Regions from separate parts of the Anas platyrhynchos genome. Here region 1 is linked to region 2. The links are chromatin contacts, called in public Hi-C maps. All regions are on one chromosome and are shown on one strand. The core of a region is the stretch at or near the end of the contact, and the rest is flanking DNA. Distances in the headings are between cores, read along the strand shown. Region 1 holds the start of EXTL3 (exostosin like glycosyltransferase 3). Region 2 overlaps EXTL3 (exostosin like glycosyltransferase 3).

Region 1 (3,290 bases), core at 29-2,528, 92 kb after region 2:
GGCCCTTTGAAAGCAGCCAATTTTCCCCCAAATCCCCAAATTCACAGCAACATTCACCTCAATGTGTGCAGCCGCCTGCACGCAGCGGGACCGCCAGGCACGAGTTAACCCCAACTTCGCTTGTTTTTGACCCAAAATCCCCCCCAAGGAGCAGCAGCCCCCAGCCCTCGCCCCGAGCACCCAAATCGATGGGGAGGGGATGGGGGGGGAAATGTCCAAGGGATGGGTGGGGGGAGGCTGAAAAAGTGAGAAAATGGGGTGAAAGAAAGCAAAAGAAAGGGGTGAAATAGAAAAAGGATGAAAAAAGGGTGAAATAAGGTAAGAGAAAAGGGGTGAAATAGATGAAATAAGAGAAAAGGGGTGAAATAAGTAAGCAAAGTAAAAGAAAGGGGGTGAAATAGATGAAGTAAGAAAAATGGGGTGAAATAAATAAATAAGGTAAGGGAAAGGGGGTGAAATAGATGAAAGAAAAGGAAAATCGGTGAAATAAGGTAAGAGAAATGGGGTGAAATAATTAAAGGAAGAGAAACGGGGTGAAAAAGTACTAGAAAATGGGTGAAATGGATGAAGTAAGAGAAAGGGGGTGAAATAAATAAGAAAAAGGGGTGAAATAGATAAAGTAGGAGAAAATGGGTGAAATAAAGTAAGAAAAAGGGGGTGAAAAATGTAACAGAAAGAGGGTGAAATAGGTAAAATAAAAGAAAAGGGGTGAAATAAAGAGGAATTGGGTGGAATAAAGTAAGAGAAAGGGGGGTGAAATGGATAAAGTAGGAGGAATCGGGTGAAATAAGGTAAGAGAAGCGGGGTGAAACAACCGCAGCACCCCAAGGAAGGCGAACCGACAAAAATGCGGTGAAATCCATAAAATCGGGCAAATCAGGCGAGGCGGGGAAAGTACCGTGAACGCGTAAATAACACGCGAGAAGCGGAAAAAAGAATTGAAGTAAAAGGTCAAATTCAAACCTAACCCGGTAAATAAACAAACGGACGCGACGAGAGTGGGAAAAAAATAATAAAAAGGGAAAAAATCAAAGCCGGGGCCGCGCTTACCTGGGGCGGGCGGGGGCTGCGCGGGGCTCCGCGCTCACCCCGCGGCCGCGGCCCGCCGAGCGGAGCCGAACCCAGCCGAGCGGTTCCGAGCGGTTCCGAAGGGTTCCGAACCCGGCCGAGCGGTTCCGAGCCCGGCCGAGCGGAGCCGAAGCGGTTCCGAGCGGAGCCGAACGGAGCCCGAAGGCAGGAGGCGCGCGGAGCCCGCGGCCGTCCCGCTGCATTGTGGGAGGAGGCGGCGAGGCCGCGCCGCCAGCGCCCTCTGGTGGCCGAGCCGCAAAATGGCGGCCGGGGGGGATTAGTGATTAAAGGGGGTAATTAGCGAGGCTGGGAGGGGTAATTAGTGAAACCGGGGGGCATTGGGGCAGCTGGGAGGGGTAATTAGTAAGGCTGGGGGGTAATTAGTGGAGTTGGGGGGGTATTTGGTGCAGCTGGAGGGTAATTAGTGCAAATGGGGGGGGGAAATATTGAAGTTGGGGGGTAATTAATGAGGCTGGGGGTAATTAATGCAGATGGGAGGGGTAATTAGTGAAGCTGGGGGTAATTGGTGCAGCTAGGAGGGGTGATGAGTGAAGTTGGGGGTAATTGGTGGAGCCGGGAGGGGTAATTAGTGAAGTAGTGGGTAATTGGTGCAGCTAGGAGGGGTAATTAGTGAAGCTGGGGGGTAATTAGTGCAACCGGGGGGCAGTTAATGCAGCTGAGAGGGGTAATTAATGAAGCTAGGGGGTAATTAGTGCAGCCAGGGGGCAATTAATGCAGCTGAGAGGGGTAATTAGTGAAGCTGGAGGTAATTAATGCAGCTGTTAGGGGGTAATTAGTGCAGCCCGGGGGCACTTAATGCAGCTGGGAGGGGCAATTAGTGAAGTTTAGGGCAATTAATGCAGCTGGGGGTAATTAATGCAGCTGAGAGGGGGTAATCAGTGCAGCGGGGGGGTAATTAGTGCAGCTGAGAGGGGTAATTAGTAAAACTGGATGCAATTTATGCATCTGGGAGGGTTAATTAGTGAAGCTGGGGGTAATTAGTGGGGGTAACTAGTGCAGCTAAGGGTAATTAGCGTGGCTCTGGGGTAACTAAGGCACCTGGGGGTAATTAATTAATGCAACTGGGGTAATCAATGCAGCTGGGGTACCTAATACAGCTGGAGTAATTAATACAGCTCTAGGTACTCTAATTAGTGCAGCTGGGGGCAATTAATACAACTGGGGTAATTAGTGCAGCTGGGGGTAATTAATTCAACTGGGGTAAGTAGTGTAGCTGGGTAATTAATGCAGCTGGGGCAATTAATGCAGTTGGGGTGGGCAATTAAAACATCTGGGGAAGTGATGTAGCTGGGGGTAATTAATGCAGCTGGGGTGGGTAATTAATGCAGCTGGGGTAAGTAATTAATGCAGCTGGGGGATAATTAGAGCAGCTAGAGGTAAAAATGCAGCTGGGGGCAATAAATACAGCTGGGGTGGGCAATTAATGCAAGTGGGGGTAATTAGAGCCGCTGGGGTGGCTAATTAATGCGGCTGTGGGGCAAATAATGCAGCTGGAGGGGTGATTAATGAGACTGGGGGCAATTAATGCATCTGGAGGCTAATTAATGCAGCTGGAGGGCAATTAATGCAGCTGGGGAGGGGAATTGGTGCAGCTGGGGGGCGATGAATGCAGCGGGGTGAGTTCGTGCGGCTGAGGGCAATTAGTACAGCTGGGGGGTAATTAACATGATGGGGGTAATTAGAGCAGCTGGGGGGGCAATTAGTGCAGCTGGGGGCAATTAATGCAGCTGGGGAGAAATAATCGAGGAGAAAGGGGGTGAAAAAGGTGAAGCTGAGCCCCACGAGGAGCCTCTGGGGCAGCTCCTGGGGACCTGGTGGGGAGTTTAATGTTTTTCCTTTAATTTTAACCTTTTCCCTTCAATTTTAACCGTTTTTATTTAATTTTAACTTTTTTCCCTTTGATTCCCATCAGCTCGTCGGTGCTGGCAGCGCCGGATCCCGCGGGCTCAGCCTTTTTTGCTCCGAGTGGATGAAATTCGGACCCTGTCCCCGGCCTGGTGATGCGCCTGGTACCCAAACCTCCCCCCATTATTCGGGAAACTTTTGGGGTTTTTGGGGTTTTGGGGATGGAGTTTGGTTTTATTGACACGTTAAATACTTCCCATAGCGCCGATTTATTGGGAATTTCTTAAATTTGTTAAACGGGGCCGTTTTGTTGAAAGTTCCTTGTCCGTTCCTCCTCGTATTTGCACGGTTTGGAG
Region 2 (3,295 bases), core at 172-2,671:
CTGAAAGAGGCTCCATTTCTGAAATCTTGTGGCCACGACCAGTTTCTGACTGCCTGCTTCGCCTCCTGTTGCTGGGCTTGCCCTCCGGTAAGGCTGCAGAGTTATTAAAAGCAGCGCCGATGCATAATTTATCCTCCTGCTTAAGAGCACGCAGCACGCTGTGCCGCTGCTGGTACCGTGGCATTTCCTCCCCGAGGCTGATCTCATTGAAGTCCGGGGGTGTCTGACTCGTGAGGATTAGCAGAAGTTGGACCCAGGCCATCGGAAATGCATTTAATGCTTTCCAGGCAAGGTCCTGCCTACCGCTCCTGCTGGACCAGCTGAAGACACATGGATAGAGGACAAAAGAGAAAGAATTGGGGCCGAGCAGCAGAAAACCCTTTCTGCCCCATCAGCACGCTGAGAAATGTCCACGGCTTTGCATTGAGCAGCCTCCTACTTGCTGCAGGTCCTCAATTCAGCTTCTCGGGAAAGACTCAGCTTGTACATTTGCAAAATGTCAAATTATTTCCACTCCCCGGAGCTGCAAGAGGGCAGCACAGAGGGTGGAGAGATCGGTGCATTGGCACGAAACTCTTCCCTAAAGAGAAGGATGCTACGGAGGAGCCAGATGCCTCCGAGACTCAATAAGCACATCCACCACGTGAGCACAAGCGAAAGTTCGAAGCAACTTAAAGCTCCTGCCTTTGATGCCTTGTTTTCAAAGGAACTGTCCCAATTTACAGCGCTTTTAGGATGCGGCTAATTGGCATCAGCCATCTAGTCAGCGGCATCTGGAAATCCCTGCGCTTGCCCCTGGGTGACTGCACCAGGAAAGCAAACGGGGACGTGCAGGCAGCGATTCGAGAAGGGACCAAACCTTCCTCCTGTCTCTGCCCTCCTGGGACGGCTCAGCACAGTGCCTTTTCCTCGGGCAGGACCGGGTTTGGGTCTCAAACACACACACTGCATCCTGAGCTGGGGAAACAAGGGCATCGCGTTATGAGATGGGAAATAAAACCTTTGAGAAAGAGACAAGTGAACCTTTGGGAAGGTTTTCTCCTTTAATACAAGTGGCTAATCTTGTAAAAACAGGTTACAAGGGGGAAGGGGAGGAGTATTCGAATCGGGGACTTGCAACATTCCTATCTCTTCGAAGGTTTTTCCATTTCAATGGGCCTCAGAAAACGCCAGATTTGTCAGGCGTGAAATGGCCATTACGGGCACAAATGCACTCAGGAACTTATTAGGCTAGGTGAAAAAGGAAGGGTTATTACACCAGCCAAGTATAAAGAAGTCCAATCCTCTCCCTCCCGTGGCATTAAGTGAGATTTAGCAATTTTTCCTGACTTCATCACAAACCTAAAATACAGCTGAGCGGCGCCTTATCGGGCCGTGTCCTTGGCCACGGGTATCTCCAAGCACTCCTCCAGAAATAGCAGCTCAACCTCCCCGTGCCATGCATGTGGAGAAAGCAGGCAGCCACTGTGGTGTCCATACACACCCCTATATGTACACAAGGCACGGTATGTTGCCAAAATCTGGGATTTATGGACGAGAGGAGGTGGCCTGGTCACCCTGTGGGACCTCCTCTGGTGGTAGGGCAGGGCCTTGAAGCCCGGCTCTTCTCTGGAATATTCTCAGCCTGAGGTGCCATGAAGCTGCTGTGAAACAACAGCTCGACAGCGTTACTGGGAGATCAAACTTCTTGGCACTGGTTGATCTCCAAATGCTTTCTGAAGAACCAGCAGCAAATGGCTGGTGGGGCTGGGAGCTGTGAGTTCAGCCATGTTGCCGATGTTAGGCCCCGCTCACAGGAGCCCCTTCTCAGGCCTGACCTGTGGCCACCTCAGGTGTCTCTGACAGAAAGGAATCCCTTTTGAAGACATTAAGAGATGGGGGAATCTATCCTTCCTCTGAGTGTCCCTCAGGACGTCCAACCTAAGGCCAACCACTCGCTCCTCTGAGGGATCCGCCATCAGCTCCCTCAGCAGGCCTCTTCCACACGGGACCGGGCGGCGCCATAACCAAACCCTCTTTCAGTTCTTATTCAACCAGATCAAGCTCTCCATCTCTCACCCAGGGCCGTTTCTCCTGCCCTTCCCTCACGTTAATGATGGCTTTTGATCATATTTTTCAGGGGTTGTGAGCCAAGAGCTGGGTGAGCACCCACCAAAGTTGCCTCAGCAAGCGTGAGGCGCGCGCTGAAATGCTGAGCTCCGGCTCACCAGTTACTCACCAGTAACCTTCACCCAGCGAGATTCTAGCACTGGGGAGCTCAAAAAATCCCATCAGCTAAAAGAAAGGCACACAAATTCACCAAAAAGCCACCCTCCCCTGGAGGGAACGGGGAGGCTCCAACCACAGAGCACAGCAGCACTGTTAGGACCTTCACACAAACCCCAGCCCCTCCTGCCTCACATTTTGTACTTCTGGCTGTCTTTACCTTGGTTATTTTTGGCCTTTTCTTGTCAATTTTGCTTAAACACCTTTGCCACCAGTGGTATTACCAAGCGTGGTGCTGTACAAAGTCGCTGCCATGGCTCCCAGCTCCAAATCACCTCAGCAGTTTACGCACTTAGGATGTTTGTCTTAAAACTACAAGACATAAAATGCTTCTCAGCACAACACACACCATATTAGAGACTTCTGCTCCTGTCAGCAAATCGAGGTGATTTCATTCCACAAGTTTCTTTTGACTGAAGGAGCACGAAACCCCGAAACTCAGCCCAAACCTGTTTAATACATCCATTTGCTCCTGGCGTTGTTCATGGCCATGCTGGCCAAAAAGATCTTAAAAGCGTTAGACAGAGCTAAAAGAAAGCATAAATCTGTCCTCTGCCCAGCAAGAATGCCCCAACCAACACCAATATTTCCTATTTATGCAGAATATTTATACATAAATACAAAAATTTAGTAAAATCGGTGTCTTCCAGCAATGTCTAGTGAGGCTTTATGCCTAAGCCTTAAATTAAGCGTCACATCTAATTTGGTGGCGAAAACATGAAGAATGTCTGTGCCCTTGGAGAAATCCTGACAGCTCCGCTTAGAGAAGCAGATTGATTTGTGGGCAAAGAGCAAGCTCTGCAAGCAAGCGGGAAGCTCATTGCTCATGTCAGGTCTTCATCAGGACAAAACCAAAAGGGCACCCTTAGGAGAGCTGCGTAATTCGGGGAGCCAAAGAACAAGTTCTCGGGAAAAGGATCCACTTCCACTGTTCCCAAAGACACGGGGATGAAGGGAGAAGCAGAGTGGTCCTGGCAGCACAGCCCTCTAGGGCCGACAGATTTACAGCCCTGTCAATCCTCTTCTTGGC

Evidence for each region. A called contact is a pair of places that touch in the nucleus more often than the background predicts.
Region 1: a Hi-C map of liver shows a contact between it and region 2, with 2.5 times the contacts expected there. The contact joins the promoter of EXTL3 here to the enhancer-like site in region 2. A contact is called at or near these places in 3 of 8 Hi-C or Micro-C datasets (liver, skeletal muscle and subcutaneous adipose tissue).

The regions. Positions count from the first base shown.
Region 1 is chr3:118,889,918-118,893,207 of IASCAAS_PekinDuck_T2T, forward strand. It overlaps EXTL3 (exostosin like glycosyltransferase 3), which reads right to left and starts at 1,279. Exons shown (of 9, transcript XM_038177715.2): 1 at 1,051-1,279. It overlaps LOC140002274 (a long non-coding RNA gene), which reads left to right. Exons shown (of 8, transcript XR_011808622.1): 4 at 3,002-3,098.
Region 2 is chr3:118,798,185-118,801,479 of IASCAAS_PekinDuck_T2T, forward strand. All of the region lies in intron 5 of EXTL3 (exostosin like glycosyltransferase 3), which reads right to left. Among named protein-coding and RNA genes, the nearest start is that of INTS9, 79 kb to the left of the region's middle. Within about 2 kb of position 1,422, at least 2 of the 8 cell types and tissues checked have an H3K27ac peak or open chromatin away from gene starts, as enhancers often do.